5 separate regions of the Mus musculus genome follow, and regions 2, 3, 4 and 5 are each linked to region 1. A link is a contact called in public Hi-C and promoter capture Hi-C data. All regions are on one chromosome and are shown on one strand. Each heading gives the region's core, a stretch centred on a gene start, on an enhancer-like site or on the middle of the called end of the contact. The rest is flanking DNA. Distances are from core to core; before and after follow the strand shown. Region 1 holds the start of Acsl1 (acyl-CoA synthetase long-chain family member 1). Region 2 holds the start of Ankrd37 (ankyrin repeat domain 37). Region 3 overlaps Snx25 (sorting nexin 25). Region 4 has its middle 34 kb from the start of Enpp6. Region 5 holds the start of Cfap97 (cilia and flagella associated protein 97).

What was found. Promoter capture Hi-C pulls out the DNA fragments that hold promoters and counts their contacts. Hi-C and Micro-C count contacts between places; a contact is called where the count stands out from the background. Capture Hi-C pulls out chosen DNA fragments and counts their contacts.
Region 2: a contact with region 1 is called in a promoter capture Hi-C map of liver. The contact joins the promoter of Ankrd37 here to the promoter of Acsl1 in region 1. A contact is called at or near these places in 5 of 39 promoter capture datasets (hematopoietic stem and progenitor cells, liver, pre-B cells and 1 more), 4 of 484 Hi-C or Micro-C datasets (CD4 T cells, Th1 cells, myocytes and 1 more), 2 of 115 datasets of contacts at active chromatin or transcription factors (effector CD8 T cells and pancreatic cancer cells) and 2 of 9 other capture datasets (adipose tissue and liver).
Region 3: a contact with region 1 is called in a Hi-C map of muscle stem cells, with 2.8 times the contacts expected there. The contact joins the enhancer-like site here to the promoter of Acsl1 in region 1. A contact is called at or near these places in 4 of 39 promoter capture datasets (the C10 cell line, embryonic stem cells, pre-B cells and 1 more), 19 of 484 Hi-C or Micro-C datasets (CD8 T cells, LSK cells, the MNK3 cell line and 13 more), 2 of 115 datasets of contacts at active chromatin or transcription factors (cardiomyocytes and microglia) and 1 of 9 other capture datasets (adipose tissue).
Region 4: a promoter capture Hi-C map of liver shows a contact between it and region 1, with 5 times the contacts expected there. The contact joins the enhancer-like site here to the promoter of Acsl1 in region 1. A contact is called at or near these places in 7 of 39 promoter capture datasets (the 3T3-L1 cell line, the C10 cell line, hippocampal neurons and 3 more), 2 of 484 Hi-C or Micro-C datasets (CD4 T cells and Th1 cells), 3 of 115 datasets of contacts at active chromatin or transcription factors (memory CD8 T cells, pancreatic cancer cells and regulatory T cell precursor) and 1 of 9 other capture datasets (liver).
Region 5: a promoter capture Hi-C map of hematopoietic stem and progenitor cells shows a contact between it and region 1, with 4 times the contacts expected there. The contact joins the promoter of Cfap97 here to the promoter of Acsl1 in region 1. A contact is called at or near these places in 22 of 39 promoter capture datasets (the 3T3-L1 cell line, 3T3-L1-derived adipocytes, the C10 cell line and 14 more), 24 of 484 Hi-C or Micro-C datasets (CD4 T cells, CD8 T cells, LSK cells and 17 more), 6 of 115 datasets of contacts at active chromatin or transcription factors (cardiomyocytes, effector CD8 T cells, embryonic stem cells and 3 more) and 2 of 9 other capture datasets (adipose tissue and liver).

Annotation. Positions count from the first base shown.
Region 1 is chr8:46,468,883-46,473,666 of GRCm38.p6, forward strand. It overlaps Acsl1 (acyl-CoA synthetase long-chain family member 1), which reads left to right and starts at 2,155. Exons shown (of 21, transcript NM_007981.4): 1 at 2,155-2,348. It overlaps Gm31050 (a long non-coding RNA gene), which reads right to left and starts at 2,168. Exons shown (of 2, transcript XR_378936.3): 1 at 1,723-2,168; 2 at 1,109-1,617.
Region 2 is chr8:45,996,618-46,001,214 of GRCm38.p6, forward strand. It overlaps Ankrd37 (ankyrin repeat domain 37), which reads right to left and starts at 3,233. Exons shown (of 5, transcript NM_001039562.1): 1 at 3,000-3,233; 2 at 2,634-2,786; 3 at 1,780-1,871; 4 at 997-1,203; 5 at 291-508. The coding sequence starts at 3,026. The coding sequence ends at 508. Ufsp2 (UFM1-specific peptidase 2) reads left to right here. Exons shown (of 12, transcript NM_138668.2): 12 at 85-341. The coding sequence ends at 171.
Region 3 is chr8:46,144,004-46,148,762 of GRCm38.p6, forward strand. The region is part of intron 1 of Snx25 (sorting nexin 25); the gene reads right to left. Among named protein-coding and RNA genes, the nearest start is that of Snx25, 6.1 kb to the right of the region's middle. Within about 2 kb of position 2,343, at least 34 of the 459 cell types and tissues checked have an H3K27ac peak or open chromatin away from gene starts, as enhancers often do. A contact at or near this core is called in muscle stem cells, rod photoreceptor and stem cell-derived neural progenitor cells, where this site is marked.
Region 4 is chr8:46,950,481-46,955,380 of GRCm38.p6, forward strand. It overlaps a transcript of Enpp6 not described here. Among named protein-coding and RNA genes, the nearest start is that of Enpp6, 34 kb to the right of the region's middle. Within about 2 kb of position 1,646, at least 10 of the 459 cell types and tissues checked have an H3K27ac peak or open chromatin away from gene starts, as enhancers often do. A contact at or near this core is called in Th1 cells and liver, where this site is marked.
Region 5 is chr8:46,160,739-46,165,122 of GRCm38.p6, forward strand. Cfap97 (cilia and flagella associated protein 97) reads left to right here and starts at 2,913. Exons shown (of 5, transcript NM_025747.4): 1 at 2,913-3,011.

The DNA.
Region 1 (4,784 bases), core at 905-3,404:
TTCTCCTTATAGACAATAAAGTCTTATAGACCTGGAAGATAGTAATCTCAAGGACCTAGAAGACTCGGTTGCTATAGTGTTTTTCAACCTTCCTAATGCTGCCATGCTTTAATATAGCTCCTCATATTGTGGTGGTCCCCAACCATAAAATTTTCATTGCTGTGTCATAACTACAATTTTGCTACTGCTATGAATTGTAAATATCTGTTTTTCCAATGGTCTTAGGCGGCCCCTGAGAAAGGGTCATTCAATCCCTCCCCCGCCTCCCCAAAGGGGTTGTGACCCCCCTAGATTAAGCAGCGCTGATATGGCAGCTGTTTGTGTGAGGATTGCCTCACCAACATTGGACAAGGAGCCTCAGACTCCACAGGAGGAAGGCCAGAGACACCCAGGAAAAGTCCTTATTCCTTGATGAGTCAGCTTGAGTATACTTGTGACTAGAGGGAATGAATCATCTCCCAAGAGGGTAGGGGAGGCCTCTGTGGTTATAAAGGCCATGGTTTAGAAGCAGATGATCTTGAATTCTAAGAATGGTCCCCCCCACCCCCTTTTCTTTCCCCCGAGACAGGGCTTCTCTGTGTAGCCCTGGCTGTCCTGGAACTCACTCTGTAGACCAGGTTGGCCTCAAACTCAGAAATCTGCCTGCCTCTGCCTCCAAGTGCTGGGATTAAAGGCGTGCGCCACCACTGCCCGGCGGCCATGCCCTTTCTTATACCTGACTCTGCCCTTCAGTTTCCTGTTCTACAGAAGAGGACCAAAGGTGGTACCACCTCATAGGGTTATGGACATTATAGTTGATTAACAGTGTCACCTAGTAAATGATATGTTATTAGAGGTGTTCTGGCAATAATTGTCCCTCAAATTTAAGGCAATATTAGAAAGACTTCCATCTAATGCTGGGAGCAAACCCTCCTGTACCTGGATGACTGTCTTCATGCAATAGCATGAGGTGAACCTGGCAACAATTATATTGACCTTTTTTTTTTCCCATTCAAAATGTTAGCATGATCTACATCTTACCTTAACCACACTGACCAGTTCTGGACACTGAGCAACAGTGATGGCTCTAGTATTTAACCTTTTAAAAGATTATCTTAAAGCTTTGGGGTATCTTTAAGATTTTTTAAAATGACGTTTGAAGAAGGGTTACATGCGCACATGGTAACTCACAGTCCTGAGGATTGAGAATTGCACTTCAGGCTTTGTGACAGGCATGGGCTTTAACCCAGTGAGCCATCCTACTGGCCTTGCATTGGCCGTTGGTAGCCCTTAAAAGGTTTTCCCAAGGGATTTGTCAAGTCTACAGAGCCAAGGCTGAGCAGGGCAGACAAGCCTTTAAAACTTGGCAGGTGGACACCGTCCTTGAGCAACGACTAAGTCTGCTTTTCACTTGAACCACACAGGGGCCTGGGTTGTCCAGAGATGCCTCATGGCCAGGATATTGCGGAAGTCCTGTATTCCTAGCCAAGGACTGTGGCGAAACTTGGTGTGGGGACCGTGGTGAAACTGGATTAAAGGGGTTCGTGTATATCTGTGCTAAAGAAAGATGGGACTTCTTCAGCTACCGTGGTCCCTCCAAGCAGAGAAGCAAGCAGAGAGGCTATGCCAAGGTGTCAGCTGTGGAAGAATGTTAAGGATGGAAGAGCTAAAGGGCACCTGCAACATTCCATAGCATCACATTATCAGGGTTCAGGAGACTTCCAGATTTACCCTTTGCCCTACCTCAGATTCGTTGTGAAACTAGAGGGCAGTTTGGGTGACCTTAGTGGCTTTTGCTTGCTGACAGCCATGCTCATGGACCTGAGGGAGGCCACGCCCACCTTGCGGCTTTGGAGGGAGAGGCGGAGTCAGCAGGACTGGGCGGGACCTGAAGGAGGACTGGGCCTTAAGGGGCGGGGCAAAAGACCGAGGAGGCGCGGCCGGAGGGGAAGGACTGGAGCTGGTGGGCGTGGCCTGAGAGGCACCGCGGGTCTGAGGGGCTTGGATCAGCCCAGATAGGGCGGGGCTTGGGAGGCGGGAATGGCGCCGATGGGGCGGGACCTGAGAGGAGCGGTGGGTGTGATGGGGCGGGACAGCCTCGACCTGTGCGACAGGAGGGGAGGAGCTGGCGAGGGGGAGTGGGCGCGCTAAGAGATGGGGCGGGGAGGAGCCTGCGGACGGGGCGGGGCGGCGTGGCACGGCACGCGCACTACCAGCCGCCCGGCCCTGCTGCTGCTGCTGCAACGCCGGTGGCGCAGCCAAGAGAGCAGCTGCGGCCGCGACTCCTTAAATAGCATCGCAACCCGGCGCGGGGCAGTTCGTGGATTGCAGTGACAGCCGCCTGTGGAGCAGCCCGGGCAGCGGAGGAGGTGAGTGCGCCAGCCGCGAAGGGCCGCGAGTCGGCCAAGGCGACCCTAGCCGGGCCGAGACGGGAGAACCTCCCCGCGGCTCTGCGGGACGTTCCGCTTTTCCGGCCTGGGCTCCACGGCCTCGTTTCCCTCGGCTTCGGGAGGCTCTGGGGCCGCTCCGGCGGCCGCCGCTTCCGGTGCCGGAGCCCGGGTTCCCCCGCGGGCCGTGCGCGCGCGGGGCTGGTGCACCGCGGAGTCAAGAGGTTCCTCTCTGCACGGTCCCTGGCTGGTGTGGCGGCTGGGACCTTCCCTCCCCGGCTCAGGTGCCGAGAGGTGGTCCTGCTTGCTGGGGACCCTGGCGTCTCCGCCACCGCATCCCTCGTACCCCCAGAGGCGGGGATTGTGAGGCGCGCACTCACCGCGCGTGGACACGGACTGTCCCGGTGCCGCTCTGTGACGTGCCCCTGCGCCGAGCGTTCGAGGAGGGTCAGAAGCAGCGCTCAGAGCCCGATGTCATAAGTAGAAATTCTCGCGGTGTCTCCAAGAGGAGCTCCCAGAGCCACTACACACAGTGGTGATGGAGTCATTGATTTAAGGCAATCTGGCTTTTAATTTTTTTTTAAATTAGGGAGCAAAAATGATATTTATCACCTTGAAACGTAGACCCCGAGTGCTGATACAGGACTTAAAAGATCACATGGATTAGAATCTAGAGAAGGCAGCTCCATCTAATCACTGCACTATGCCCGAGCTTACAGACCATCTTGCCACACCGCTCAAGCTCATGGTTATGGAACCTAGTTAAGAATGGCCGTTATGAAAATGCTTCCTCTTGGAACTGTGAGTATCCATCTCTAGTCTTCCCTTTAAGGACTTGACATTTGATTATGTTTCTGGGATACACGTTTCAAAACGTAATCTGTGGTTAGCCCAATGAAAATTATTAGCGTAACTCAGAAATCATCCAAACCCTTCTAGTTCACCAAAGTTAAGAACTGAAGGTCTGCAATGGGCAAGGTTAAGAATGGGAGCAACGGAAAGGAACCATCGGTTTGGAGCAATGTGGTGAGGTGTGACAACAGAAAACAGACAGGGCCGGATCCTGGGAGATGTTTTTTCTTGTAGTTCAGCTGAAGGAAATCCCTTTGTGGTGGGAGGCTGGTTCTTTGTAAAAGGTCTGCATTGAGATCTTGAGCTAAAATTATATGACTGGAGAAGGTAAAAAAAAAAAAAAGAAAAAAAGCAACACACCTTATTCACTTACCTCTTCTAAATTTACAGTAAACAGACAAAACTTAAAACAAAAACAAAAAACCCCTCCCCATTCGTGATTCTAAGCATTTTCACATGTTTCCTTCCTGTCTCTGTTATTTATATTTTATCAGTGTTTTATTATTATTACAGCCTGACTGAAATCATGAGGCCTTGGAAATTTTGACATTTAACATGCGTGGCATCTGGCACAGTGGGGACAGGTTATCTATTTATACCATACAGGTACTTTTCAGCTACTCAGTTCCTGAGTTAAATGTGAAGTCACCAAATGCAAGCCAACATGTCACAGTGTTGTGAATTAATGTCTTTAGCACATCTTTAGTTTGGATATGGCTATCTAGAACTGTGGAATTCCATGTTTGGAGTAAGATCTGGTGGTTGAGTCATTTACCTGTAGAGATTGTGTCTTTCTCCCTACGGCCTTGCTGGCCTTGCTGTTGTTCTTAGACTGTGGGATGCCTACCCTAACTTCTAGACGTTTATCCTCATTCTTTTTAGAGTCATTTAGTTTGTAAGCTCAGTTTCATTTGATGGGTAAGCTTGCCATGCACTGTTTCTTACAACTAAATTCAACTTGAGTCACACTGTTAGAAATGTTTTACGGGCAGGCTTGTTTACACGATGCAGTGTGCACAGCATTCCTGCTGCAAAATGGAAAGAATGGGCTTTAAGGCAGCCCCCAGCTGTGAGTCTCTTGAACCCTCTTTAAGCCTGACTGTTCTGCCCAGATAGCTTAAGGTGCCCGAGTCCCTTAGTGAAGGTCTTCAGTCCAATTTAGTGGTTAGACACGCACTTGAGGGTCTTGATGTACCTTTGGCACTGGTGCCTGGAGGGCCGTTCTCAGTGCACAGAGGCGTTCCAAAGCTGCTCTGTGCTTGAGTTTAGGTTTCCGCATCCTGGTACTCTGAGGGGCTTCTGAGAGCTTGAAAGACATGCAAGGCCTAAAGTAGTAGCTGAACTGAAGAGAAAGGCAGTTTGAGCAGTGTTTGTGGTGGTGCACTGCGATTCTCCTCTTCACAAAACTCCAAGAGTGTCGGCTCCCGAGGAATCTCAGTTTGTGAAACCCCAGGGTAACCAGTAATATGGCCAAGGGAAAGAAAATTACCACATGAATAAGTTAATTTTTGTGCTTTGTCCATCCTGATGTTTATAATTTCTTAACCTTTGGAGGCAGTCCTATTT
Region 2 (4,597 bases), core at 1,983-4,482, 470 kb before region 1:
CTGCTGACAGAGCTTGATATTATACAGTTTCTATTGTGGAGTCTTGTGTTGTAAAGGATTTGTTCTCCTTTCTCCCAAATCTAGGGCTGGTGTGGATGGAAGAGTCCAGACTTTTGGAACAAGGATGCATACTATAACTTATGCCTTCCTCAACGACCTAATGCTCTTTAAATTATCTTGGAGGCAAGACTATGAATATAAAAGAGCTGTTCTAATGTTAATAAAAGCATACATAATTTTAAATCTTAGCTGTGATTTAAAAAGTAGTAAAGAATGCACAGAAATTTTAATTCCTTGAATATTCTTTTAATAAGTTAAGTAAAAAACATGCACATCCAAAATATTGTAGTCATGTAAATACATGTATTCATGAATGTTCTCTTCACTTAGAAGAAAGTTTTCCTCCTCAGGAGTTTCATCATGTGATGAGCCAAAGCAATGGCTTGTAGATCTGTCTGAAGTGAAGCTCTTCTTCAAGCCTCTTCTTTCCTCTTGCCCAACAAGACATCTGTTTTGGAGAGAAAAAAAAAACAAACAAACAAACATGTTGAGACTAAAAATATTTCTAAGGGGACCTGAGAAATGGCCCAGTGGTAGGAGCGCTTGCTCCATAATCATGAGGACCGGAGCTTGTATCCCAGCTCCCAAGCAACAAGACAGACAGACAGACTACAAATGCCTGGCCTGGCCTCCCAGCTCCAAGGGGTCCCAGGTCCTCTCCTGGCCTCCACACACACAGGCACATGAATGTGTGTACACACAAACACACAACCTTAAAAAACTTTTAAAAGAAGGTCTCGTCCCCAAATTCCCACCATACAGGACAAACTTTTGGTCTCTAGAAGCTGGTCAGCAGTAACTATAACCAATGATAAAATTTTAAAAAACAAAAATATACTGGACCTTAGATCAGAGTGCCAACATTAAGTGCAACAATCAAGTCTGCCAGGAGAGCCAATCCTAAGGAGAAAGCAGGCCACACCATGAGGCACTCACCAACACTTTCTCTTCATCACTCCACTCTCCACAGTCCTGAAACTCCGCTTCTGTCTCAGCACAGGAGCACGGGGGTCACGCTCCTGTTGCTCACCTGATGATCTTGCCGTCTGCATACATTTAATCATTGTTAGAAACCTGGCACATTCTGGAAAGCCATATGACCAAGCAAGATCTTCAGCTGTCTGCCCATTCTTATTGCATACGCTGAAATTAGACAAAAATTGAGTTAAGTGAAAATTATTGTTTATTATTTTTCTAGTAGAGGAAATTGGAATACATATCAACACAGGGAACAGGATAAAAGAGGTCTCACACTCTCGAGAACATACATACACATCACACCGGAATTGGGCCAAAGAAAGATCAAGGAAATTAAATTCTGTTCACTGTATGCTCAGTGACTAGCACACCGCATATCATGGACAGTCTATCGTATTTTTATTCCATTATCATATTTCACTATTGAAAGAATCTAACTACAAGAATATTTGGTGTTCAAATTCACTGTATTTAACTATATGGTTCAGTAGATAGCCAGTGAGAACTTCTATAGGAAAAGTCTTCCTGAGCCAAAACTGTAGTAGAATGCCATGAAGACTTGCACCTCTGGATGCCGAACATCTGTTTCCACTTACTCTATTTGATAATATTCAATTCCTGGAAGGATAACATTATATTACCAGTTAGGCGAGTATTATTTTTAAGATCATATATAATTAGGAGTATGGTTAATTTAATCCAAGAAACCACAAAGCCTCAGACCACTGATTTCAGACTCACCCAATCTGGACATCACTGGCCACAAGGAGGCTCAGGCAGTCCAGGCTTCCAACCTTTGCTGCCTTGTGGAGTGGAGTTTCTCCCAAGACATCCTGTAAGACAAGACTGCACATTAGGGTCTCCCTAACATTCTGTAGAAGCCAGTGGGCAAAGTAATACCAGCTATTTGAGGGAGCCAGTGAAAACTACCTTGTAACAACTGGATTATTCCACTAATTGTATTTTTCATGAAGTTCTCTTGCTGTGCTAATACAAAGTTTCCATTAATAAAAACATGCCATCATATTTGCACACATTAAAAAATTAAGGGAATGCCAGCACACTATAGAGTTCTATAGAAGCCAAAGGTTTACAATTAAAAACTTCGTCACACTCTAATGAAGATGAAGACTACTGGAAGAATTGATGGTGGGCATGTTTCCCACATACTATTTCCTGGTTGACTGGAACTTGGACAATAGCAAGTACTTTTAAAAGTACAGTAAATACATGCTATATATATATATTTGAAATGTGGTTCGACTTCACTGAGCTATGCCATAAAAGTAAAATACACACTGAATTGGGAACCGTGGTACAAGAGCAAAATAAAATACACATAAATCATTGCTGATATAATTACATACTGAAAGAGTATTTGGGATTAGATTATTAAAAGAAATCCCATGGCTTGTTTTTGTTTTATTAATGTGGATACTAAAAAGTTCCAAGTTACCATCTTGCAGTATGTATTTTTCTCCTGGAAATTCCTATATGCCTGTTTATACCAACTGAAACGGACATCTAGGAAATGTCCGTGCAGACACTGGGTGGAGGAGAGGGTTGTACATAGCAACAATCGGTTACCTAGTTACCTGTTGGTTGAGGTCAGCACCTGTTTGCAGCTGCCAGAGAAGAAAGCACGCAAGGCCGCCACCTGCAGCTAGGTGAGCAGGCGACTGCTCCTGGGGATCCGGAGGTGCGTTCACTGATGCTCCTGTCTCCAGCAAACTCTTAAGGTCATCCTCCTGCAGGAAAAGAACAGCTTGTCACTGTCCTGTCCCGCTCGAGCCCTCTGAGCTGAAAATCCACCCCTCCACGGAAAAAAAAAGAAAACAAGATCTGACAAGGTTTGACTTGGTAACCCAGCAGTTTGTCACTGTCACGTTTGTTAGAGCTCCTAAGACACACAGACCTCTGGGAGATCTAGCCTGCAGGACTTAAAGGGGCGAGAGTCTCACCTCCAAGTTGCAACTAAGCAACAGCATCGCCCACCTAAAGCAGATGACAAGTGTCCCCGGGAGTTCAGAGAGGCAACACTGGCCGGTAAGAATGCAAGGGACTGCCCCAGTTCGGGAGAATTTAAAGCTCTCGGGAACCTGCAGGGCCGCGGCTCCTCCCCGCCGCTCCCCAGCCTGGGAGCGTTCCCACGGCCTGGTTCTGCCCAGCGCGATGTCCCCAGCCCCGCTGCGGCCTCACGTACCCAAACACTGACATGTGCAGCCTGGAACCCCAAGCAAAAGAGGAGGGGGCGGAGCCTGCTGCGCGGCCTGCCAGCTGATTGGCCAGGCCGACCTCCCCCTGGGTCCGCCCTGTTGGGAGCGAAGCCCAGGCGGCCGCAGCACGCGTGCGCAGTGAAGGTGGTGGGCGAAGAGGGTGGAAGGCCTGGCCTTTGCGCTTTGGCGGCGGCCATGATGCGAGCCGAGCTAGGCACGTACTGCTGGGTGGAGTCAAGCCCTTTTAGCCCTCTGGAGAAGCCGCAATCGCCGGTGCATGGCTTTGTGACTGAGAGCACGCACGTAGCCCGGAAAAGAGGGAAGCAGAAGTAGCCCACACCCATCCACCCCCGCAGGCCCCGCGTCCTCCACCTCCAGCTTGGTCCGAAGGTGCTTCCTCCTGCCCCACGTCCTCCGCCGCCGCGCGCGCCGCAGGATGCTTTGGAAGGGGATGCAGCGGTGGGGCGTTAGAGGGCATGTCGATGAGACTGTGACGGAGGGTTTACCATAGGAGATGCTCTCCCAAACCCAGTGAATTACCTATCAGTCAGTGTTGCCTTTGTGAGCAAGGTGGCAATTCCTGTGAAATAAGCCACCCATTGTCACACGTCCCCTGAGGGTCCGAAACCCGTCCTGGTTCCGGCAATAGCTAGTAAATACAAGGAGTTTGCCAAGGGGATGGCCCTCACTCCGGTTATTAGGAATAATAAGAATACGGAAAGGAAAGAACAAAAGATTACCGTGAAGAAAGCAGCCAAGTGATTTAATGTTAGTGATGTGATCTGCTGACAGCATGAACCCCTGCGCTAGGACATGAGAAGGGCTTCATCAAAACCCAGAACCCAAATTAGAGCATCAGATAAGCCTGAGGAACAAAAGGACTCTTCCCAGGATACTACTACTCAAAGCCTTGAAGTCAGTAAAGTCTGAGAAGCAGACCAAAAGAAACAATAATTTAGGGTGAGATTTTAAAACAAACATGGCATTACTGGTAAAATTCATGACAATGTAATAACTGCAAAGTTTGAATTCCTTTTCATGAACCCTGTTGACTTCTGACTGTAGTTAAAGTTAATGGTAGCAGGTGAAACATAGAGGTAAGAAACTATTAACAGCTGGTTAGACATCAAATAACATGTAGAGTTTACTTGACACAGAAGACCGTGTCGCTTAAAATAGTCTATGTTGTGCTTCTTCCTGTAAATCTTAGCTCCTAAGGAAGTTTTATTTAAATATTTGGCTTCCCGTTTTAATGAGGATTCTTTTTCAATAGTTGTAACAGAAGATATCTGAACCAGTATGGTTTTAAAGAACAGCAAGTTTATCATAGTCACAGTTTTCCC
Region 3 (4,759 bases), core at 1,093-3,592, 320 kb before region 1:
ACAAACAGGTTTCTATACAGTCGTTTGAATGCTCAGAGCCTTCAGCAGACTATTCATTTTCTGAAGCCTGTACCCTCTGCAGGAAACTTGCTGAGTCACCTTTTCAGTACAATTGAAAACATACAGGGTTTTTTTTTTTTTTTTTTTTTTTTTTTTTGAAGAAAATCTAGGACACTGCCTACCCCAGTGTGATATGGGTTAGAAATGAACCCTACAGCATTTTTAAGCTAGCAACAACAATTGCCAAGGTGACATCACTGTGTACTACTCAGACAAAAAGCTGCTTAAGATTCTAGAGTTGGAAATAAACACAGGAATGACCGGAATTAAGAAGGTTCAACGTAGGACAACCACATCTCAAGACTTCAACCTTCACACTGAAGTGTAAACAGTAGGTGTTCTGTTTGCCTTTTGTTTCTGTGATAGAACACTAACCAAAACCAACTAGAGGGAAGGAAAGGGCTTACTGGGTTCATAGGCTGTAGGGAAGCTGAGGCAGGACCTGAAGTAGAGACCATGAAAGGATGCTGTTTACTGGCTCTTTTCAGACTCATAGTCAACTGCCTGCCTGCCTGCCTGCCTGCTTTCCTTACTCTTTCCTTTCTTTCCTTCTTATTGGATATTTTATTTATTTGCATTTCAAATGTTGGGGTCAAGTGCCTTTCTCACACAGCCCTGGCCCAACAGCCCAGGGAGGACACTGCCCACAGACTGGACCCTCCTATATCAATTAGCCATCAAGAAAATGCCCCAGACATGCCCACAGGCAAGTCTGGCTAAGGCAAATCTTCAATTGAATTCCTTTTGTCCAGGTGTGTCACACTGACGACAAAACTAACCAGGGCAGAGAGACTCTGGGGGTTGTTTGGTACTGAGTATGGGTTAAAGGGACCGGCACAACAGAACGCTTGAAAAATCTTCTCAGTTCCACCTGCCATGTAACTAGTGCAAATAAAGCCAAATAAAACCTTGACTATTTTCTCTTTCCTGGACCAGAACTCATTCTATAGCTCAGGCTGGTCACTGTGTGACCAAGGCTGGCTTCGGCTTCCAGATCATCTGCTTAGGCCTCTGGAGCACTGGGACTTGAGGCCTCAGCCACTCATTAACCCTCTTCACAATGTTATCGATCACTCTGGCCTAGTCACATTCTATTAGGCATTTCTATAGCCTACCTCTGATGTTATCACTCTTACACTCAAAAAATGTCGAAAGCTACTGGGCCTACAGACTAAACTTCAGTTCTACTCTCTTTTAAGGACATCTACGAGGCCAAGATTATCTTTCCAATCTTGGCTCCTGTGACTGACTCATCTGATATATTCACCAACAACTCAAATCTCAAAAGGTCCAATGCTCTGTCTCTGAAGCAGTTTTCAGCATCTTTTTAACAAGTGATGAAAATGTATATTGCTCCCTTTGGACTGCACTGCTGAATTCAAATACAGCTTCCTCATTTCCTAAGATATGTTTGCCAGTTTTGATTGGCATTTCTTTTTATGTTCCTTGTTTATATCACTCTACTTTGAAGTTATCATTATTCATATGTAACTTTATTATGTATTTCACAGCCTTAAAGAAGTCTTCCTTCCTAACAAGAGACCAGAAAATATAATTTTTCTGCATGTGCAATCACTGTGTATAGACTATGAAATGAGAGTTATCAAAAGCTTCTTGAATGAGTATTTTTATTAGTTTATAGTTAAAATATATCTAGAATGGATAGCAACTACACTGGTGCCTGCCTTTATAAAAAACAAACAAACAAAAAACCAGCTTCCCTATGTTCCCTATGTCCACTGTTTATCCTTCCATTCCTTTTTATGAATCATGTGACTGCATGACCTATAAAAAATTATACCTGAAATTATGTACAGCATGAATTTAAAATGCAGCATCCCTGATACCACAAACATTTAGGCAGGATTCTGATTTAAACGTTTTTAATTGGTATGCTGTGAACCAATTATCAATCCAATGATTTAATAGACATTTTTTAAAAAGACATTTTTTTCCTACTGGTCACCATGACTCAAAACTCCCTTAGTTGAAAAGTGAACAAATATTCTTAAAAGAGAGGTTAAATATATTATGTCATTATCTGTTGTCAAATTATCTAGGATTGTTTATCACATTAGAATAATAAAGGAAAGCCACAAAGAGGCTATGTATAGTCTCTCTAATTCCTGTTTCTTTCCTCTTCCTCCCAAGTAACTAAATTAAGTTTGTTTCACTCAAAGAACATTTGTATTAGTCAAAGAACCCATTTAGGAATCCTAGCAGCCTGATCCAAGCCAACTAGAGCAGGGGATGGCTGTGTGAATGTTCTTACTGTCTCTAGACATCTGCCTTTCTCTCCAGTCAATGTCACTCAGCCTGAGAGGACTGCACAGGGGCTACTCTTGTTTATCTCTGGATCCTCCCCAATGTCACAGTGCCACGCACTTTAGAGAGAGTAATTCAAGCTCTCAATGCTACTGTTGCAAGGCTCCCAACTCTTCGCTAGGAAGCTGGAAACTTTCAGACCTAAACCTGTCGTTTGTACTTACTGCCCCTTGTTCTCATCAAACTCCATCCCCCGAGAGCATACTTGGCGCTGGCACTCAGCAACTGGGCAGGCAAAAACAAAACAACCACCAAAACAAAACAAAAAACCCCAAAAAAGAAAAAAAAAGCAAACAAACAAAAAACTAACAAGATCAGAAAGTAGAAATGCTTGTTGATTTGATTTGACAGACTTTCTAAACTTTTCTGTCTGATTAACTTCACAGTCTCCCACTTTCCTTAAACAGCTATGGTCTTCTGTTCCCCGTATGCTACTACACGCAACTCCCGTGGATCCTGCTGTGCTGGCCCTCCAACTCCCATTAATTACTTACTCACTTTAACATGGTATAAATCAAATAGAAAAACATTAAGTATTTCAGTCGATGGAGGTTAATTTGTTTATCATATTAGCATAATAGCCCACAGTGTGTCCCCTATAAACATACACTATTATAAAATTTCCAACTTACAATAAGCCTTTTTTTTTAAGTAGCTAGTAAATTGTATCTACCAAAAAGAGAAAACTCCAGAGTGTGAGACAGAGAAGGTAGAAAGGAATTCAATGAGATCTATTTCCCAGAATGTCAGCTGTGCCCCTCTCTTCCACAAGAGGATACAGTCTCAACTGCCTGGAGCAATAAGCCTTTCGATATCAAATGACTCCATTCCCATTCTCATTTCTCCTGCCATTGCCTGCCTTGCGTCGAGTGCTAGGGTCCAGCGCCTGTACCTAGTGAATGCTCAAATCCAAACAGGCTAAGTGGTCTAGCAGAATTCCAAGCTACACTTTAGACTAGGAACATGACACTAGGACAGCCCTCTCAGCAAAGAACTGTGCTAAGAACTGTCCCTATAGGACCCAGACAGCTATTCTCCAGACACTGGGATCAACCTTGATCTGAAAGGCTTCTGTATGTCGTAAAAATACCACTGGACTGTTGAGATAGAATTTCTCTCTGGGATGAAAGCTACTTTTAATCAGTAGTTGTTCCTACTGATAAAAAAAAAAAATCCAAAATCTGAACATATCTAAGCTACCCACTAGGTATGAGATTAATTGTTAAGGAAAAGCACACACTTAAGTGACCATAAAGAAACCTAACTTTCCTAATTACCATCAGCAAACACTTGAGCAGCCTTCAACTCCTGTTAGGTACAGGGGATAATAACAAAACATGTCACTTATAGATCCTAACCACGTGGTGTTAACAACTGAGAACACAAGGACGCCTCCAGAAGCATGACAAGCCTCCTCAAGCCGGTGTCATAATCCACACCTCCAATCCCCGTCCGTCCTCAGAAGCTGCGGCAGGAAGAGGCCCAGGCTGTGCATGAGAACTCTGTACAAGCCTGAGGGCCTGAGTTTACATTCCCACCATCTTTGTTGGGTGCATACACTCTGTAAAAGACGGAGCTTTCAGAGGATAGAGACAGGCAGTTATCCCTAGATAACTCACTGGCCAGCCAGGTTAGCTCCAATGGGAAGCTGCAGCATCATTGAGACCCTGTCTCGATGATGATGATGATGATGATGATGATGATGATGATGACAACGACGACGACAAAGATGATGACAATAATAGTAATAGTAATGTGGAGAAAGAAAACGGCATCACTGTTGACCTCTGGCCTCAATGTGGGCCAGTGTACTCACACACATACATGCACACAAATATGCATGCATGTACCACATATACAAAATAAAAATTATATTTTTTATCGAAAATAGTTTTTATACAATATATTCTGACTACAGTTCCCTTCCCCCAGCTTCTCCCAGTTCTTCCCCACTTCCTGACCCACCCAAATCCACACCATCTCTTTCTTTCATTCTTTCTTCTCTTTAAAATATAAATGGGAATTTGAAATAATAATAAGATATGTTAAGATCAAATAAACCAGAATAACACAAAACAAACAGGAAAAAGAGCCAAAGAAAAAGCAAAATCCATTAAAAAAAATCAGAAACCATAACATATAAACAAAAGATCTGTACAGTTTTTTTTTAAATCTCCAGACAAAGCATTGTATGACAAAACAAAAACAAAAACAACAACAACCAACAAACAAAAAAACAACAAAAAAAGAAAATTCCAAAAATGCCATTGAGTTCATTTTGTATCATCTACGGTGGGTATGAGGCCTGCCCTTAAATGTGGTTTTACACACCCAGTGAGACTCTGTTGGAGAAAACTAATTTTCCTTTGTGAGT
Region 4 (4,900 bases), core at 396-2,895, 480 kb after region 1:
TTACCTGCTGAGCTAGCTTTGCCAGCTCTCTTTGGGTTCTCTGAGTTTGCTGTCTGTTTTGTTTTAGTCTTCTGTCAAGGGTTTAGCTAGGAAAGACGTTCTCGCAGTCTACACAGCTTTCTTTAATCGATTTGAAGTTCTGTATGCGGCTCCCGCTCCATTTGGAGTTAACTTTTATACAGGCGACAAGAAGGGGATCCAGTTTTGTTCTTTGGCCCACTGACATCCAGTTTTCAAGCGGTATTTGTTGTCTTCTTCTCCAGCGTATATTTTTATCTCCTTAGTCATGAGTGAGGTGGCTATAGTCATATGGGCTTGTACTTGTACTCCATTCTGTTCTATTTATCTGCATGCCAAGTATTTTTTTTTCCTACTATGGCTTTGTAATATACCTTGAAACTGGATCCAGTGATTCCTCCAGCATCTTTTGCCCAAGGCTGCTATGGGTATCCAAGATCTTTTTTGTGCTCCCTTATACATTTTATTTTAAATTTGTTTTATGTGCATTTGGTGTTTTGCCAGCATGTATGTAGGAATGAGAATCTCTTCTGCACTGAGTAAAAGCATCGCCTGTCAATAAATATCTGATGACCAATGAGACGAAGAAGGATTAGAAGGTGGGATATCTGGCAAAGAGAGGGGAACTCTCAGAAGGAGTCAGGAGCAAAAAAAATTCCTCATCTGGACTTGGAGGGAGTTGGACATAAGGAACGAGGAGAGGTAACCATGGCAGACATTGAATAGCATAAACAGGTTGTGTCACGAGCTTGTCACAAGCCTAGCTGAAGGCCTATGTGCATATTCATAAATAAATAAATAAAGCCTGTGGTGGCAATGGCAGGAGTCTTTGAAATCTCTAGGCCAGGCCCCAGTAACAAAACCATGTCTCCTAATTCTCCCCGAATAACTAACTGGAGACCAAGTATTCAAACTGCGACTTATGGGGGACATCCCAGGAACCACACTCACAAAGACACAAAGGGGTAAAAAGAGTTGAAAACTTTAAACATAAAGTTGGATTGGAATGCCCATTTGCATATCCCCTGTCCTGGTTTGAATTCCTCGGGGCAATATCAAACACAGAATGTTACATATTATCTATTTGGTCTCATAAAGGAAGATAGGGTTCACCCTGACCTAAGTGGGTATTGCACATTATGTGTAGGTTTTGAACGACAAGCCACGTTCTATGAAAGCGACAAGTGAATGTGAGACGAAGTTGTTTGCTATAATAAATACTCGTGACACAGTGGTCATAAGCCCTTAAAACTATGAAAACATTTCTACATTACAGAAAGCCCCTTTCTGTTAAGCTTTCTGATGACAAGACAGAAAAAATATCTTTGTAAATACCTACTGAACTACGCAATTTCATTGTAAGATGTAGGTGGCACTGTCCTGTGGGTCAGCTAAGGCCAATGTGTGTGGTGGAGCGCTTCCATTTCTGATTTCTGTTTTGGCTGTGAGTTCCAGCTGTGCTACGCCCTTCCAGCGTAAGGGAAGAAAGATGTAAAGAAATACTTTGAGAGCCATGTGCAGGTGTCTTATGAAACATAGCTCTGAAAAGATGGTTTTGAAGTTCCTTTCCACTCCTGTAGCTGAGCTGCTGCCATGAGAATTCTCACCCCCAGTGACCGACCGGCCCGTCTGACCTCAGACAACAAGCCGGAGTGTTTTAGTTACTGTCAAAATCTACTTTCACTTCTGGATCTTGTGAAATTTCAGGATCATAATCGAAATGTACGAAGGGAAAAAAATCCACTTTCAATAAAAAAATTATTTGGATAAAGGATTTGAGATACGATTTTCATCAGTGTGTGCTTTTTTATTATGCATAGTACATTTACTATTTAAATCACATTCTTGGTCTTTATTTTTATGGTCCACTTAAAATTATTGCTAATGACTTCTTGTGATCATAAACTGTTCTGGTCTTGTTTAGTAAGAATTGTGTCCTGCTTTTGTGGGTAAGGAAGTATGGACAGTATTTTCTTAGCTCTAGGAATCCTGATAATGTCTCCTTGCTTTCTCATGCAAGCAATAATATTGGCTTCCCGTAAACATTTCATGCCATACACCACGTTATGTTCAAAGTTCTAAATATACTTCCAGCGTCTCCTGGCAGTTATTGATGTGGGTCAAAAGGCTGAAGCCCACGGATTTTGCATTTCTCTCTAACTTTAAAAGCGTTGCAGTATTGACTTTGGAAAATAAAACACTTCTGAAAGAAACAGCTTTCATTTGAACTATAATTAATTTGCCTTGGGCATTATGGGGGCAGATATTTTCCATTTCAGAAAGTTGTTCTAATTTTTATGGATGTTGTTTTAACTCAGTTGTTCTAGATGGTTCTGTGTTCTCTGACATCTTCTCATCACTCTTCCTTGTTATCCAGTGCTGCACTTCCTGGGGCGTGGAGGGGGCGGGTTGCGCTCTAGTTAACGGTGAAGGACTGATTCCAGCTGATGGTTATGGGAATAGAGCCCACCTTGGCAGGGATGGGGCGGTGTTGATGCTCCTCTTCCAAAGGTCCTGAGTTCAAATCCCAGCAACCACATGGTGGCTCACAACCATCCTAACAAGATCTGACGCCCTCTTCTGGAGTGTCTGAATATAGCTACAGTGTACTTACATATAATAAATAAATAAATCTTTTTTTAAAAATTTAAAAAGATACAATGAAGACAGAAGAAGAAAAGAAGAAAACAGACAAACATTTAAATATATACAGCATACAATTTTGTATAAATAAATCTATTTTCTGTTCTATTTACATATTAGAATATTCCATGCATGTACATATTTAACATCTAAATGTTGAACATATGTTAAATGGCTTTTAAATACATATTTAAACTCTCTGTTGCTGAGATAAATACTCATTTTTTAACTCCACTGGTTTTGTTTAAAACACTTTAAACACTCCCCTACACCCCCCACTCCCCACTTCTGCATCCCTTGAATTTCCACTGAATTTACCTTTGAGTTAGTAATATGAACAAACTTGAGAGGTTTGGCTGACCGTGGCAGTGCAAGCTGTAGACAGTAGCTCGATACAAACCTAAGATGGGAAGAGAATCACTGCAATAAGCCTTTTGATATTTCACAGCTGGGATTAAGATTGTATTTTGGAACTATGGCGCCACCTGGTGGCCATTCTCTTGTTGCCGTTTAACATTTCTATTTTAGACCCCCACCTCTTTGGTAACTTGTACTTGAACACCCTTTGGTCAGGAACCCTAGTATACTATTAAGTAGCAATGTGTGGCCAACTGGACCTGGAAGGCCTCCGCTTGTTCGCTTGCTTGTTAGCACAGGTACCTGGAAATTCTGCAGGTCTAGGTAGAGTACGGGAACAGGGGACAGGAGAGACTTTACATCTTGGTTTTTCACAAGAGCCCTATTATAGCTCTGGCTTTCCCAGAAGCCAACTCCTGTGATTGGATGAGGGACTAATGAGACTAAAAATCAAGCACAAGCCTGCTTGGATAGCTGAGGGAACAACAGGTCTTCTCCAAAGAGGGAGAGGCTTGGGAGATAGCCCCAAGGGGAGGGGACACATCCTCACAACGCGTCACGCACAATAAAGGACTTCATCTAAACATCCATCAGAATCACACAGAGTTTTAAAGACAACCATGCTCAATGCATGCAAGAATGTTAAGGAAAGCTGGTGATTTCCCCAGCAGGTTGATTTGGGGGTTAATTCTTTGGCAATATTAAGAGTTTTGAGGGGCTGGAGAGATGGTTCAGAGGTTAAGAGCACTGGCTATTCTTCAAGAGAGGTCCTGAGTTCAATTCCCAGCAACCAAATGGGACTCATAATAATCTATACTGGGATCTGATGCCCTCTTCTGCCATCCAGACATACATGCAGACAGAATACTGTATCTATAATCAATCAATCAATCAATCAATCAATCAACAATAAATAAATCTTTTTTAAAAAAGATGTTTGAAAACAATCATTGCCTTTTTGTTGAATCTCAACCATAAAGGTAGAAAAGTGGGTCTGTAGGAGGAGAGCTGGCGGCCATCTGTTTAGCTTTAGTAAAGACTAAATATTATGGTATGTATGTTGTACTGTTGCAAAAGGTGGCATGTGCTCAAGGGTTGGTCACTGTCTTAGGGTTTCTATTGCTGTGATGAAACACCATCATAAAAAGCCAAAAGCCACTTGGGGGAAGAAAGGGTTTATTTGGCTTAGATGTCCTGAGTCATAGAGTCCATTAAGGGAATCCAAGGCAGATTCTCAAACTGTGCAAGAACCTGGAGGCAGGAGCTGATGCAGAGGCCGTGGAGGGGCGCTGCTCACTGACTTCTCCTCATAGCTTGCTCAGCCGGTTTGCTCATAGAACCCAGGACCACCAGTCTAGTCCCCCATCCATTGTTAATTCAAAGGACACCCAACATGCTTGCGGACAGCCAGGTCTTACGGAGGCATTTTCTCAGTTGAGATTTTCTCCTCTTAGATGACTACGGCAGCTTGTGTCAAGCTGATAGAGAACTAACCAGCACAGTCACCAACCGGGGATACCATTGGAAGATACTGTAGTCTTTGCCGGAAGAAAGCAGGATATTGGACAAGGTATCCCATTGACGGGGGAACCGGAACTGCAACGGATGTTTTCCTTGTTTGTTTTTGTTTGTTTGTTTGTTTCTCTATTGCTATAGTGAGCAGCTATGTTCCACTGAGTCTCTCTTACCATCATACGCTCCCTTCCATTAGCTCCAGAAAATGAGCCTACAAAGGAAAGAATGAAACCTCTGTACCCATGAGCCAAGATAAAACCTCTCAGGTCATAAGCCATCCTGGGTGTTTTATCACAGGGATGGAGAGCTAGTGTATAGCCAGAATCCGTGTTACTTTACTATTTTGACATGGTGTCCATCTTCAAAT
Region 5 (4,384 bases), core at 1,663-4,162, 310 kb before region 1:
TTTCTTAAACTTTCATGTATTAGGATTTCGTTCCTTTTCGTGATTGGGTAAAATTTCACTGTGTATGCAAGTGCCTGTATCAACATTTTATGTTCATAGACTCAGGTTGTTTTTATATTTTGAGTATTATAAATAACAATGCTATGAATCTAGATGTACAAATATCCAAGATGCTGCTTTGAATTCTTTTGAGCATATATCCTGAAATGTAATTGCTAGTTCATATAATTCTATTTACTATTTTCAAGAAAATACCATAATTTCCTATCCTGCTGTCTTATGTATCAACTGTGCAAAAGGCTTCCAATTTCTTTGAGTCTTATCCATCTTGTTGTCTATTTCTAGTTTTTGCAACAGCTACTTCTAAAATGGTAACTCTCCAAGTGGGGCTAAAATGAACCTCATTGTCTGACTTTGTATGCTTGGTGTGCAGGTACAGAGCAAAGTACCACAGTGAAGCTGTGGTTCTAGGGTAACTTTGTGAGCACAGGTGTGTCATAGAAAAGTTGTGAGGTTGTAGCCAGTTTTTTACTTCCACTGTGGAATCTAGAAGTTCTATTCAGGTTGTCAGGTTGCCTTTGGAATTACTTTGTACCAGTTGTGCTGTCTCCGTGGCCTTGAATGTTTTCTTGTGTTCTGGGATCTAATTCTAGTCATCTGGCAAGCACATTTACCTACCAGACACGATCATCTCAAAGGCCTTCACAGATTTTGATATGCAGTTCCTTAATGGGTAGTGTCTTAAGCGACTTTTTTATTGCTGTGTCAAAGCAACGTGACCAAGGCAACTTATAAAATAGAGCAATTAGTTGGGTTCCCAGTTTCAGAGGGTCAGAGTCCATGATAGCAGTGCAAAGGCATGGCATGGCAGCAGGGACAGATGACAACTCCCTTCTTAATCCAAAAGCAGGAGGCAGAGCAGTAGAAGGCTTTTGAGATCTTTGCCAAAGCTCACCCCTAGTGCCACACTTCCAACAAGGCACACCTTACTCCTTCCCAAACAGTTCCACCAACTGAGGACCAAGTATTCAAATACATGCATATAGAGGTTATTTTCGTTCAAATCATTTTTAGTGAAGTCCCTGTGTTTTCTTGTGTTGTTGGCTATTTGTATCTTCTTTGGAGAAATGTCTACTCAAACACTTTATATCTACCCTGACAGAATATTTTTTCATTAGTTAAAAATTAAGTGAAATACTGTCTTTGAGCCAACAAAATGAAGAAAAAAAGTTTCTCTTTGTTAATAATCAGGACCCCAAAAATATAAAATATATTGTTCAAAATAAGAGTCCTTTCTTGAGTCTGATGGCTGTGGTTGTGATCACACACACACACACACACACACACACACGATTAGACACCTAGACACTTAGTGAAGCTCACCTCTGGGTGTGTCTGGAGGGCATTTCCAGAGACATCATGTGGGCTCTGATCTCATCAATGAAGTGACCCTTGATGGATTCATAATATGCTGGCATTATTAGCAGGTGGTGATAGGGAGGAGGTGGCGCCTAGGTGGAAGAAGGTCACTAGAGGTATCTCTAGCATTATACCTTGCCCTGGCCTCTTCCTGTAGGCCAGATTCTCCAGTCTTATAATTCCACAAACTGCTGCTCTGTAGTGCCATGAAGGACTGAACCCTCTCAAAATGTGAGTCAACACATCTTTCCTCACTGTGTTAGCTATTCTGTCATGGCTCTGACAAACAATACACTCGTAGTCCCTAGGATATAATGTTAAGTTTGTGCTTGCTTCCTTAGTACCTTTATTTAAGTGCTGAGAACTTATTATGGCTGTAACAAATTACTACAAAGTTAGATGTATAAAACAACTCATTGATTTGGATTAGGGAGCTGTGGAGGTCAGAAATCTAAAATCCAGGCATATTTGAGTTCTTTCGGGGTAGAAGCCACTTCTCCCCTCTTTTCAGTCTTCCAGAGATGCATGCATTCTTTGGCTCATTGACTCTTCCACACATCACTCAACTATTTTGTGTCCCAGCTCCTACAACTAACTGGCTTGGAAGCTTTTGCCTCTCCCTTTTATAGGGATTTATAGTGGCTGATTACACAATGAGCTCCTGGATAATGTAAATTTAATTGCATCAGCTAAATTCTTGTGCCAGATAAAGTAACATATTCGTGTACTCTGGTGATTAGAGGATAGAGATCAGGAGTGTACTGCCATTCCTGACCCTTAGATGTGTCAACAAGAAATTAAGGCACTCAACCGTCTATAGAGATCATTTTTTATATTGCTTAAAGTGGACCTTCACCATCAGAAGGGCCATCCTTTATGGGTTACCTGCCCCGGTGCATATTAACTATGCTTGAATTTGAAATTTTTTCCTCCTTTGACACGGGCCTCACGATATAGCCCTGGCTGGCCTGGAAGTCACTATGTAGAACACAGGGATTCCTCTCCCTCTACTCCCAAGTGCTGAGACCAATGGCATCCGCCACCAGGACTGGTTCGTGTAAACAGCGTTTTGCTGAAATAAAATCGAACAAAACACACAGTCGTCCTCCATTTTTATTATTGTCATCTTGTTACAGAATTACAAGATTACAGCGTCTTTTTAGGAAACCATCCCGGACGTCTAGACCTACCGCAGCGTCGTGGGTAGGCGAGCAGGTGATGCCCTGGACAACAGGGAGGCCTTGGTGGCCTCCTTTCCATGAGCCTCCGAGACCTCGCGAGGTCCTGCCGAGAAGCTGTCGCCCCTGCAGCGCCGGCCTGATCACTTTGACCGGGTCTCCCGGAACTACGGACGACAGGAGCGCAGCCCTCACCCTCGCCGGCAGAGACTCGGCTCCGCGCTCGCCCCGCCTTTCCCCTTCCGCTGAGTCCAACCCCCGGAGCTTCCGCCCGCGCTCAGGCGTGCGCCGGTCTCCGTTAGCTTCTACCGCGGGGGAGGGAGAACGGTGGAGGTGTGGCTGCGCGTGCGCAGAGCGAGCGAGAACCCGAACGCTCCGCGGGGCGCAAGAGTCCGTGGCGGCCACAGTTCGCAGGTGAGCGGCGCTCGGGCTTCCGCATCCGGTCGGTCTCCAGCGGGCGAGACGGCCCTCCCCTGCGTTCGGGGTCCGTTTCCCCGGTTCAGTGCCCGACGGAGGCGAGCACCCGGGGTGGGTACCGCCGAGCCTCCACGGTGGGGGGGACACAGGCTGTCCTCAGCCCTAGGCGCCGCCACCTCGGCCTCGCTAGCCCGCAGGGCGAGCGACGTGGTAACCGCTATTAAAAAAAAAAAAAAAAAAAAAAAAACGATAGCCCGGCCCGCAGGACGCGAGAGGAGGCGTGGAGTCGGGGTCCGAGCCCACGGCTGCCCCTCTCCGGGCGCTTGAACCCGAACCCACAGCTCTGAGGCACTGAGTGTGAAGAGGCAACCGACTGGGGTCCTGGAAGAAGCCCCAGACTCCTGAAAACCAGGTGTTCAGTTTGAGCCAAGATTTTTGTATGCTTAATTTGGTGCCCTATTGTGTCCATATCGACAGATAAGGACTTATCTCAAATGTACAAAATGCCGTTTTTAATGACAGGTTATTCGAGTATTCTTTCTGGTGTATTGGGAAAGCGCTGTTATTTCTACTGCTAGTTCTGCATAAGCTAAAACATCACTCTCCAAGTAACTTCCAGGTAGCTTTGACAGCAACCTGGCTCGATCCACCAGAGGGTTGTTAGAGTCTCATGAACCATCCTTTGATTTTTATCCTTCTCCCGTGTGTTGTAAGATAATCTTAACGATCCTATAAAGCTACAATTTTTCTTGCCTATTCCCGAATGTAAGTTGAATTAGAAGCAACCTTGATGTAAATTTTGGCAAAAGAATCGTTAATGAGGGAGATCGTCCGCTAAGTTTTCCTGGAACTTAAGTTTGTGTGTGTACAGCCACTCTTGCCCAATAGAAATTCTGACTATAAACACCAGAAATTTGACATACACTAGGCAGTGGGCCACCTCTCCAGCGGAGAGAGGGACATTATCAAAATACGCTGGAAACATGATGGTTTTATTCTGTTTACATAGGAGGCAGAGTAAGAACCTGGGCTGAGCCTTAAATCTCCAGACCTCTTTGTGGGATAAACCCAACTGTTGTAGGTCTTTTTCTAGACACTGGATGTATAAAGGTGAACAAGAAAGACCTCTGGAGCGCCCAGTCTGGTAAGAGTGGCTATACCTCCACCTCCTCCTCGCCCCATCCTCTCCTCTCTCCATCTTTCTCCAGAGCTCAGGTGATCCTCTTAATTTGGCTTCACTAGTAGTTGATTTATAAGCACACGCTATAAGGGGTCCAACGCTAGCCAGTCTCGTGAGGAGACTCCCGTAGGCAAAGTTTTAGACAAATCTCTTCCCGTTCTGCTCTTGGACCCCTAGAAACTAATTAGAC